Linked DNA regions of Salmo salar: region 1 is linked to region 2. A link is a contact called in public Hi-C data. All regions are on one chromosome and are shown on one strand. The core of a region is the stretch at or near the end of the contact, and the rest is flanking DNA. Distances in the headings are between cores, read along the strand shown.

The links. Hi-C and Micro-C count contacts between places; a contact is called where the count stands out from the background.
Region 1: a contact with region 2 is called in a Hi-C map of muscle, with 8 times the contacts expected there. The contact joins the promoter of LOC106589359 here to the enhancer-like site in region 2. A contact is called at or near these places in 2 of 3 Hi-C or Micro-C datasets (gill and muscle).

The regions. Positions count from the first base shown.
Region 1 is chrssa02:63,704,694-63,710,941 of Ssal_v3.1, forward strand. LOC106589359 (prostaglandin E2 receptor EP1 subtype) reads left to right here and starts at 4,999. Exons shown (of 5, transcript XM_014179221.2): 1 at 4,999-5,396.
Region 2 is chrssa02:63,651,575-63,657,245 of Ssal_v3.1, forward strand. No RefSeq gene overlaps it. Among protein-coding and RNA genes, the nearest start is that of LOC106589595, 18 kb to the left of the region's middle. Within about 2 kb of position 3,962, at least 1 of the 13 cell types and tissues checked has an H3K27ac peak or open chromatin away from gene starts, as enhancers often do. A contact at or near this core is called in muscle, where this site is marked.

The sequences.
Region 1 (6,248 bases), core at 3,749-6,248, 54 kb after region 2:
CCCTCCCACAGAGAAAAGTAGTGAGGTAGCCTAGCCTGCCAGCGGAACCGAAAGAACCCACCCAAACGTTCCAGAACCAACAAGCTTCCATCTTCCTTCCATTCCACTCATCATAGTCATCTCTTTATGAATGGAATAAGTGCTTAGAGTCAACGATGCTGATTTGCATATTGTGATGTACTGTAGACGTTCCAGTAGGCGTCCAATTTATCTTGTTGATTCTAGAGTGGCTAGATAGCATATGGCTTTCCAATCATGACAGCAAAACATCTCACTGTAAAACGTTAGCGGGACAGATTATGACATGGCTGTGGTTTCTGTTTGTCTCTGTGAATAAATTGTATGACTGCATATTGTTTTATTCAAAATAGCACTCACGGTGCTGTGTGCATGTGGACAGTTTGGCAAACAAAACTGTTCAAATTATTTAGGACTGCAGCTGCTGTTGCCTGGGCGTCAAGATTTCTGCAGTTGGAGAGGTTGTTCTGAAGGCAAAATACAGACAAAAGACCCCATAATAAAGTGACATTAGACACAGTGTCACCAGCTACTGCATCTGATAGGGTTCCTTTAATTCATATTAATTCAACATCAGGTGGGTTTATTGCATAAGACATTGAAGAATTTAGCGCAAATGAAGACTGGAGAGACGGCACAGAAGGAAAGGCACAACCACCTCTATTCTTGGGTTTGGGGGTGATACTAAAACGCCTGAGACAGGTTGAGATATGGGGTGTTCAGCGACACAGACAGACTATTTTTTCTTACTGCATGGGATGCAGATTTGGACGAGCGAAGTGCCGCCCACACAAACGGTATGCAGTGACCAAAGAGTACTTAACTCTGTGCTTTTCTTTAGTCTAGCATTTCCAACTTGATATGAACAGACAGAGATCTTTATCCTAAACCTTTTGCCTGGCTTTTCCAACCCTCCATTTCGCTGCTCCATCGGAGAGCGGTTCAAAGGCCGGCAGGTTCACTGTTGAGACAGAAAAGGGGGAAAGAGAGGAAGAGGAGAGCAGTCAGTGGTTTTCAGGACCACTTTGTGGTCAGTGGGGGAGATTGAGGAGCCGAGGGAGCCCGAGGAGGCCTCAGAGCCAGACTGGGTGTTGGAAGGACAACAGGGCCGTTGCACAGGCCAAATGGCAAAGTTTGCGAGCGCAAATTACCAAGAAAATGGGGAATGGGGAAAAATGTTCATAGAAAAAGGGGGCCGGGGGAGGGCCACGTCTCGTCGGGGCCAAGTGCTTGACTTGACTTCTGCTCTACGGGTCTAACTCTGACAACCCCAGCTGTTAAAAAAAGAACGAAAGTTGTCTTCTTCTTGGTCCTGGATTCCGGATCCAACTCCCAAGATCAACATTCCCACAACTGTGGCCCTCTTTGAGATGGGCTGTGTCGCAAAAGGCAACCTATTCCCTATAGAGCCCTATCTGGCCAAAAGGCCAAAAGTAGTGCACTGTGTAGAGAATAGGATGCCATTTGGGACATAGACATGGTCCTAATGGGGAAGGTTTGAGCCGTTCCAATCCTTTGAACTTCCAACGCTGTTTTGCACTTCTGGATGATCAAGGTCGTCGGTTGTCACGCAATTCCTGCTCGTGTTATCAGATCCTGGCATTCTACTGAGGAACGTTGAAAGAGAAACCACCTCCTGCCACTGTTAAGCCCGTTTGGTGCGGATGTGTGAGGTGAAGGTAGTCTGGCTGTTACTGACATCGTTCTTTTCTGGCCTTAATGGCCATGTACTCTTATATTCTCCTTCCGGCTCAGCCAGAAGAGGACTGGCCACCCCTCAGAGCCTGGCTCCTCTCTAGGTTTCTTCCTAGGTTCCTGCCTTTTTAGGGAGTTTTTTCTAGCCACCGTGCTTCTACATCTGCATTGCTTGCTGTTTGGGGTTTTAAGCTGGATTTCTGTATAAGCTCTTTGTGACATCTGCTGATGTAAAAATGGCTTTATAATTAAATGTCATTGATTGATTGATTTTCAGGAATGTCACGTTAAAATGGGAAAGGAATTAAAGAGAAAGTAGGAAGTGAAATGAAGGAGATGATTTTATGTTTCGTGCTTCTACACCTGCATTGCTTGCTGTTTGGGGTTTTAGGCTGGGTTTCTGTACAGCACTTTGAGAATATCAGCTGATGTACGAAGGGCTATATAAATACATTTGATTTGATTTGGAGGTTAATCGTTTTTTAGATCAAAGAGGTGACAACTAATATACTGTACCTCAATGTTACATTCCATTTACTTTCACACACAGGTTGTTTTTCAGGTCCGATGTCACATTAAAATGGAAAAAGGAATAAAAAAAGGTAATGGGAAGTGAATTTCAGGAGATCTTTTCACCTCTGAGATTGCTTCGGCGATTTTTTTAGATCACAAGGTCAAACCCTCCTTTGATGCACCTTGTTAAATTCCCATTTCAATTTTTTATGCGGCATTCCATTTACTTTTCACACATAGGTTGTTTCTTGATCGCGCGTTTGATCATTCTCACCTTCACCCACCTTCTTTCACTCTAACAGATGTTGTGGTTCTTACGTTGCGTTCTGGTTTTGTTGATAGACTACTCTTCAGCCAGGCATCTTTCTCGCCATTTCAGCCTTCACAAAGCCTCTCTTTGTGAGAGATGTTTTGAACCATTTGGAAGGCCTAGTAGACCTGGTCCAGTCCAATGGAATACCAAACCAATGTCTCAGAGTATTCCCTCAGAACCATACCAAACATGAATGTCCTCTCTCTCTCTCTCTCTCTCTCTCTCTCTCTCTCTCTCTGTCTCTCTCTTTCTGTCTTGTTCTCTCTCTCTTTCTGTCTCTTTCTGTCTCTTTCTCTGTCTCTCTCTTTCTGTCTCTTTCTCTCTTCCTCGCACTCCTCTCTTTCTCTCTTCCTCGCCCTCCTCTCTTTCTCTCTTTCTGTCTCTTTCTCTCTCTCTTTCTGTCTTTCTCTCTTTCTGTCTCTTTCTCTCTCTTTCTGTCTCTTTCTCGCTTCCTCGCCCTCCTCTCTTTCTGTCTCTTTCTCCCTTCCTCACCCTCCTCTCTTTCTCTCTCTCTTTCTGTCTTTCTCTCTTCCTTGGCCTCTTCTCTTTCTCTCTCTCTTTCTGTGTCTTTCTCTCTTCCTCGCCCTCTTCTCTTTCTGTCTCTCTTCCTGTCTCTTTCTCCCTTCCTCACCCTCCTCTCTTTCTCTCTCTCTTTCTGTCTTTCTCTCTTCCTTGGCCTCTTCTCTTTCTCTCTCTCTTTCTGTGTCTTTCTCTCTTCCTCGCCCTCTTCTCTTTCTCTCTCTCTTTCTGTCTCTTCCTCTCTTCCTCGCCCTCCTCTCTTTCTGTCTCTTTCTCTCTTCCTCGCCCTCCTCTCTTTCTCTCTCTCTGAACTCCTCACTTCTTATTGCTCTTAATCCAATGCCAAGCCACATGCCTGTGTCTGCCCTGGCGTTGCCAAATAATGATTTAATTAAACAAACATGCGCACCTGTCTCCAGTGGGCAGTACGAGACGAGCGCCACGCTTTGGTTGGACCACCTGACACATTCCTCCTATCCCCTCTTTTTATACTAAGCTGTCAATCAAAGAGAGAGAAAGACAGACAGTTTCAGCACTAAATGAATAGTGTTAGTAGTAGAGGATGGAAAGGAGTTCCCTAACTAAGCTGCATGGTCTCTGGGTAACCATATGAGTGAGTAGTAAAATGACATTCAATATATTTAAAACCACAGTGGGATAAGACACAGTAAGTAGTATAAATATGAATCATTCTTGGGCTGATCAGAGTGAATTAATTCCCTTGATATCTGGGCTATCTATAACAGGCTAATAAAGCCTGTCATAATCAATCACTGCATGAATTAAGTGTCTGGTTTAGAATATATTTGCCTAATATTAGCCTACATCATACATTTAGACAGGAGAGTAAAAAGCCACTAGAGAACCAGTCTGCCTACTTCATAGGCCTACAGTATGTCCTCAGCAAAGTATTCAACTTTTACTGGGTCTGGCCTGATAGTTGACACCTCTAGTTATTTATAACATCATGTTTCATATGCAGCGTCTGCGTAGCAAGAGAGAAATGCCATCTCTCGTCTCGGTTTGCACTTTATCATCAATTTGAAACCAAGCATTGATCCTAGGACCTGGAAAAAGAATACTGATCCAGAGAAATCAGATAGATCTCACTAGGGCGGCAGGTAGCCTAGCGATTAGAGCGTTGGGCCAGTAACCGAAAGGTCGCTGTTTTGAATACCCGAGCCGACAAGGTGAGAGTTCTGTTTATGTGCCCTTGAGCAAGGCAGTTAACCTTCATTTGCTCCAGGGGTGCCATAATACTATGGCTGACCCTGTAAAACAACACATTTCACTGCACCTATCTGGTGTATGTGACAATAAAACATCTATATTTTTTGCTACAAAACCTCAAGGCATACTCTGAGATGCACACGTTAAAAACACTTGCAACAAATGTATTTTTACAGGAGCACAGAAAATCGCCTGAATTACTGTATACCAGTATTTAATGGTGAATTATAAGCATAAGTATAATTTCAAACTTTCCTATACAGGCTGCACCATACTGTCTAACCTACTGCATGCAGTGTTTCACCTCTTATAATGATGGGTTATAGACCATAAGCTCATGTCATTTTTACTGAGTAATAATGATCAAATGAATCAATAATGGCTATTTAAAAACAACCAAATATTTAGGTATCTATTTTAAACTATAGATGTTTGGCAGCTGGTTATTGTGATGCTATTTGAGTTATTATTTCCTGTACCATGTATATACAGACTGATATTCAAAAGTATAATGTGAATGTGCCTCACATTGGCTACAGTAGCCTAATATTACAGTGACCGTAAATCGTACATGTAAACATGGACAAATTACATGAAAAAGTGTTATTCTATGTCTGAAAATAATATGACTTAATGACTCACGGGGCCGCCCATGGGCTACCTATCCATTAGGACACGGCGCTATATAAAACGCTATTGAGAAGCACGCGTCAGAGAACCTGCGGTACAGCCTATCCGCGGCATTGGAATATTCCACGCGCTCCGGTCATGAAACTCCAATCAAACGGATTTAAAAGCGATGAAGGCAATTCTGTTGGGAAGTTGTTGAACATTTGTTTTCCGAGAACAATGGGGAATATTAACTCAGTGTCATCATCCTGCCGAAGAGATATCATGGAACAATGGTTCTTCTTTTAGAGTACTTTTATTCTGCCCCAGTCGATTTAGGAAGACTTTGGTGAATGTGTTTCGTTTTCAACGGTTTCTTTGGATTATATAGATACCTGTATATCTTTCTGGAATCTGGATTTAGAATAACACCGCAGACTATTCCGTTGACAGGGTGGACATCACATTTGACTGGAATTATTCATCCCTATCTGTAATGGTAATGATTATTCATTAAATATTTTATTATCATAATTATTATGGCTTTTTATTTTATTTTTGTGTATGGCAACAGTATTAATAAAGGGTAAGCAAATGGACAGCTTTGGAAAAAAATAACCCACCTCAAAGAAATGATGCTAAGAATGTTTCAGAGCCACAAAGACATGCCAGTGGTATGTAAGGCATGGTAGTGCATATTTAAAATAGCTAAACACACCTTCAACTCAATAATAATTACAGGGTGGCTCGATGATAAGGTAATAATTAGTCATTGAGTAGGGTGATTAGGATGATAGTGAAAGGTGACAGGTCAATCCAGAAAATGTCTTTGGATGTTTTCTGATTCACCCTCAGTGACTTGATACTAAACCTATTTTAGTTTCATTTACAGTAAGGGTGAGCTGTGCACGGAGAACTGTTTTCCTCAAGTTTAGTGAGTATGTAGGTCTATTCATGACACATATGCATGTGCAAAACCACCTGTTGGGATTTTTTTTTTTTGTATAATAGAACAGAAAATAATAGAATATAATTGAGTAGAATAGAACAGCCAAGTTATTAATTGAGTTGGGTAGAATAATGTTGGCAGCATATACCACCTCTATTAGTGACATTAGACCACTGAATAAAACAGACAAATCTGTATTAGAAACATAGACTGTCTGCCACATCAATACAATATAGACACACTGTTGAAACACAAACATGTGTGTAGAGTTATCAGAAATGTGTTTTTTTTGCTTAAGATGTATTGCTTGAAAGTCTACTTTTACACCAACGAACACAGACCATTTGAGGCGGTTTAAAAATAACCATCACCTCAATGTAATGTCCATGTTTCCAGACAAGT
Region 2 (5,671 bases), core at 2,712-5,211:
CTCTAATGTACTTGTCCTCTTGCTCAGTTGTGAACCGGGCCCTCCCACTCCTCTTTCTATTCTGGTTAGAGACAGTTTGCGCTGTTCTGTGAAGGGAGTAGTAAACAGCATTGTACGAGATCTTCAGTTTCTTGGCAATTTCTCGCATGGAATAGCCTTAATTTCTCAGAACAAGAATAGACTGACGAGTTTCAGAAGAAAGTCTTTGATTCTGGCTATTTTGCCTGTAATCAAACCCACAAATGCTGATGCTCCAGATACTCAACTAGTCTAAAGAAGGCCAGTTTTATTTCTTCTTTAATCAGAACAACAGTTTTCAGCTGTGCTAACATATTTGCAAAAGGGTTTTCTAATGATCAATTAGCCTTTTAAAATTATAAACTTGGATTAGCTAACACAACGTGCCATTGTAACACAGGAGTGATGGTTGCTGATAATGGGCCTCTGTACGCTTATGTAGATATTCCATAAAAAAACAGCTGTTTCCAGCTACAATAGTCATTTACAACATTAACATTGTCTACACTGTATTTCTGATCAATTTTATTTTATTTTAATGGACAAAAAATGTGCAAGGACAAAAAACAAGGACATTTCTAAATGACCCCAAGCTTTTGAACGGTAGTGTATATATATACTGTATATCTACTTTTTTTGTATCTTTAACTCTGCATTGTTTGAAAAGGACAAGTAAGTAAATGTTTCACTGTTAGTCTACACCTGTTGTTTACAAAGCATGTGACTAATACAATTTGATTTGACTGATTTGAGGTCAAGACATCAGTAACAGTGGTTTTTCCAAGGGTCCTTGTCTAATGAAATTAGGCTGAGAATACAATGTAAAGAAATCCAACTGATGAATGAAAGTGACTGTCTGTAGCATCACAAGAAACAGACCCAAGACGTACACAGTGATCTACAAGAGGCTGGCTAGCAGGGTAAATCGAGCAATTACTGTCCACTCCTGTATATACTTTTTTATCCAAACTTCTACATACATAATTATATCCTATAAAATACCAGGCCCATCCATCCTTCATTGCTGACAATGCCATTGGACTGGTCAATTGGTAGTCTTACAGTATGTCCAATTCGTCCATATAGTGTAGTTGTAAAAAATAAACAAGCCGTTATAGTTGACTTGGCCAAGAACAATGACCAATTCCTCAATGTCAAACTGAACCAAAATAGAACTTAAAACTTGAGTGTCATGTCATCGAGTTTGAATCCGTCATAAACACTTTCTTTCACAAAATCTTCTCAGAATCCAAACTATTTATATACAAGTAAAATAGAACCCTATCATTTTCACTCTATTCCACGTTTTCTCTCATCTAAACCTCATTGTTGTGTCTTCGGGCTTCAGTAACACATTAGACTGAGAACATCTGACAGCGACTTCATACCAATTCAGTCTGAAGCAGAGGAGGCTGGTGGGAGGAGCTATATGAGGATGGAATCATTGTAATGGCTGGAATGGAATGGAGTCAAACTTGTAATTGCCATATGTTTGATTTGTTTGATACTGTTCCGTTGATTCCATTCCAGCCATTACAATGAGCCCGTCTTCCTATAGCTCCTTCCACCAGCCTCCTTTGGTCTGAAGGAATGTTGAAATGGTTCAATGCTGATGGACAGTTCAGTACATGTTTCCCCATAACTGTGAGACTGAGACTGTGGCTATCTGGCCTGGGTTAAAATAATATTTCAAATATTTCAAATACGTTAATCGTTTCATTGAGCCTGCCTGGCGTCTGAGATTGACAGGGTTAGAATTTTTGGGTCTATTCCATTGGTTCCATTACTGCCAGTAAAACTCATTATTCAAACTCAAATAAGCCCAGCTAAAGTACTACATCAGAATTGGGTTGCCTGTGTAGATGAAGCCCAATACTATTTGAACCCAGGTCTGGTGGGGGTGGACATGGCTCCCTTCACACAACACAAAGCTAGGACAGCTTCCCAGCATTGACAGTAGCAGGCCCGGGACATTCATTTTATTGCCTGTATAAATGATGTCTGGCCAGTGGCTACAGTTCTCCCTGATGCTGCAGCTTTCCACTCCCTACTGTTTCATCAGTCTGTTGTACTGTTAATCACTGACCTCCTGGACTGGACCCTGAGGAATGGTAGTCGTTAAATCAGTGTTAGGTCTGCACTCAACAATCTACTTTAGATAAACCACACTTAAAAGATTGATGCTAGTTGTATTTCAGTCACATAGAGTAAAAAACAATCTACCTTAGATAAAACTACACTAGATGGTGAAGAATGAAGATCGATGACTTTTATTTCAGTTTTATTTCAGCCAAATAAAGTGAAAATCTATGTACCATAGATGAACTACTACTCTAGAGGTTTTAGAATAGAAGATCAATGATACTTCTATATCAGTCAAATAGGGTACGAAAATAACAAATATTCAGGCTTTTTTACTTTGCTAGTGGAATAGACTGGCTGGTAAAATAGGTTATCTTGGTACAATATGAGTATCTCTAAGAGGTATGACACGTTTTTGGTTTTGAAATATTATCCTTAATCAAAATGGATCAATTCCCAATGAACTGCTGCACAAGTAAATGAGCATCTTTACCCACAACTGGACTATCCTAAAATAGGCTACATGATGTATCTCAAGTATGTTATATACGTAAATGCTGAATGGCCTCTTCGTGGTATAGTGAGTGTTGAGAAGAAACCACATCAATGAGTCAGAGGCCGTATAGGAGTAGAGAGAGAGAGGGCGTATAGGAGTAGAGAGAGAGAGGGCGTATAGGAGTAGAGAGAGGGAGGGTGTATAAGAGTAGAGAGAGAGAGGGCGTATAGGAGTAGAGAGAGGGAGGGTGTATAAGAGTAGAGAGAGAGAGGGCGTATAGGAGTAGAGAGAGAGAGGGTGTATAGGAGTAGAGAGAGCAAGGGAGAGAGAGGACACATATCCCTACCAGGTTTATAGAGCACGACACGGTGTATGTGTGTCTGCCTATTCCAAACAGTGGGCCTCACTATGGAATCGATCTATCACGCTTCTGTCTCAGGCTCCTCTCTGCTTCCATCCTCTCTTCTCCACCAGACATTACGGACGTATTGATGGTCCCTGAGGAACCATTCAACCACCCTCGCTGATCTGCTTCCAGCCCCAAGTGCCTACTTTTAAAGCCTGCTAATAACTTATCCTGTATCCCATTCTGTTAATTCCATATTGACCCTATGCGTTTATTACACTCCCTGAGCCGGGAGAGTGCCCTGTCTGTCTGTCTGTCTGTCTGAGGCAGCCGGTAGATTACTCATGTTCGTCCGTCTGTCTGTCTGGAGTGGACATAGTCATTACTCGACAGATCGGGTAGAGCAGTAGAGCCCATGGTCGGCCCAATTGATGCCTGATGACCCAATAATGAGAAGAGGAGCCCTTTTCAAAGGGACCTGCTCGTTTTAAGTGAGAATGCAGCCTCAATCCCTTCCTGAAAAGAGATGATTGGAACACAGCCTAATCTCCTCAGAAGAGATTATGGTTGAGACAGTTCGTAGATGTACTGTCTATATCCAGGGCCAGATGAGTTGGATGTTTCATAGAAGTCCTGCTTGTTTTAAGTGAGAACCCAGCCCTCACCTAACCTCCTCAAAATATAGTTTCTAGATGTATTCAAGGACTGGAGCAGTTGGATTATGACTTGAATTTCCTAATATGAGTTGGATGTTCTACTTCTAATGTAATCCTGAGTTTATAACTGTGTCTTATGTGTTTTACGCTGATGATGATCCATCTTGGATACTGTAGTCTGTACCAATTAGTGAAAAGGCTCTGCATGCTAAGTCTTCTATGATCAAACAGACTATAGGCCTGTTTAAAAGATAGCTCTACTCCATTCATCGGCCACCTGTCTTTGATCCGGCAGAAGTGATGGCACAGTCCTTGATATAAATATCTAGAGGAGACATTATGTGATATGTGTCACTATTTTTAGCTACCATATCAAGCGTGAGTTTGTGTTGATGCCCAGTGAGCTGTACTGGATCGTGTTCATAAGGGCACACCGTAGCAAAGCACTTTGCAACAGAAACAAAAATCTGTCGTTCTTATTGGACAAGTTCAAGTAATACCTTCTGTTTTGCTCCATTTCAAAAGGTGTTCTCCTTACTGAACACAACCCTGGACTCTATGAATTCACACAGTCAGTTGATCTTCTAGAACAAGGGTGTCAAAGTCATACCATGGAAGGCCTAAGGTTTACAGGTTTTTGGTCTTTCATTTCAATTAAGACCTAGACAAACAGGTGAGGGGAGTTCTTTACCAATTAGTGACCTTAATTCATCAATCAAGTTCAAGGGGGAAGTGAAAACCTGCAGACACTCGGCATTCCCAAGTCTAAATCAGTCCCTGATTAGAGGAAAACAATGAACAAATGCAGTGGCACTGGCTTCGAGGTCCAGAGTTCAGTTTGAGGGCTTTAGAGTGATCTTTCCTTTCTCCTTTGTGAAAAGAAGGAATCCATGGAAAGAGTGTAGTGGGTGAACCAAGTTGACAGCACATGCTGAGTGACAGACAACATGTAATTTGTGTGGCAGTGCTGCTGTGGGATACATTTAGAAGGATCCATTATTTCCCTTTCCCCTCCTTATTTTGGCAATGACAGTACTTTAACTGAAACCTTAGATATGTCTTCAATAGATGATTCATATAAATACTCTGTGACTTGGCAGACAACATGGTTTTCTCACACGACTTGTGGCTTCGCAATCAGTGTTCCCAAAGGACCGATTTTCTCCGACTGTAGAACTGTGGACTGTGTGTGTGTGTGTGTGTGTGTGTGTGTGTGTGTTGTGCTTTTCCATATCGTTTTGTAAAGACCGAATGTCTCTTGTTACACAGGGGAAGATGTAAAACAGGGGAATCTCATCATCTTAAACTTGAGGTTGAAATCACATTGTTAGTTTGTTTTGAGCTCGTTGGCTTTTCAGGCAGTATTAAAGATAATAGACCATGTCATTTGTCTACATGAAAGTGAATACAGTACAGATGCATTACAGAATACAATACTGTATCAGTCAGTGTGTACCTAGCAAGGCAGCAACATATCCTGTAAGGCTATGTGCACTAGTCAAATCAAATCAAAGTTTAATGGTCGCGTACACAGATTGTTATAGCAGGTGCAGTGAAATGCTTATGTTACTAACTCCAGCAGTGTAGTAGACTGTCTAGCAAATACAATACAGATACACAAAATCTAAACAAGAAATCAAGAAATGTCAGAACGAGTCCAATTAACAATCCAGAGTAGATATATTAGATTGAGCAGTAAGTAGTTCAGTCATCTCCTGTCATGTCCTGACCAGGTAAAAGGGTCATTTGCCATAGTAGAATGGTCAGGGCGTGGCAGGGGGGTAGTTTTGTGTGTTTTGGGGTTTGTTGGTTTCTAGGGGAATGTGTTCTAGTTATTATTTTCTATGTTTCGTTTTCCAGGTTTGGCCGAGTGTGGTTTCCAATCAGAGGCAGGTGTCTTTCGTTGTCTCTGATTGGAAGCCATACTTAGGCAGCCTGTTTTCCTTTGGGTTTTGTGGGTGGTTGTTTTCCGTATTAGTCTTTGTACCTTACGGAACTGTTGGTCGTTGTTTGTTTATTTTGTTTAAGTGTTCTCTCAAAAAATAAAAGTTAAGATGAGCACTATACCCGCTG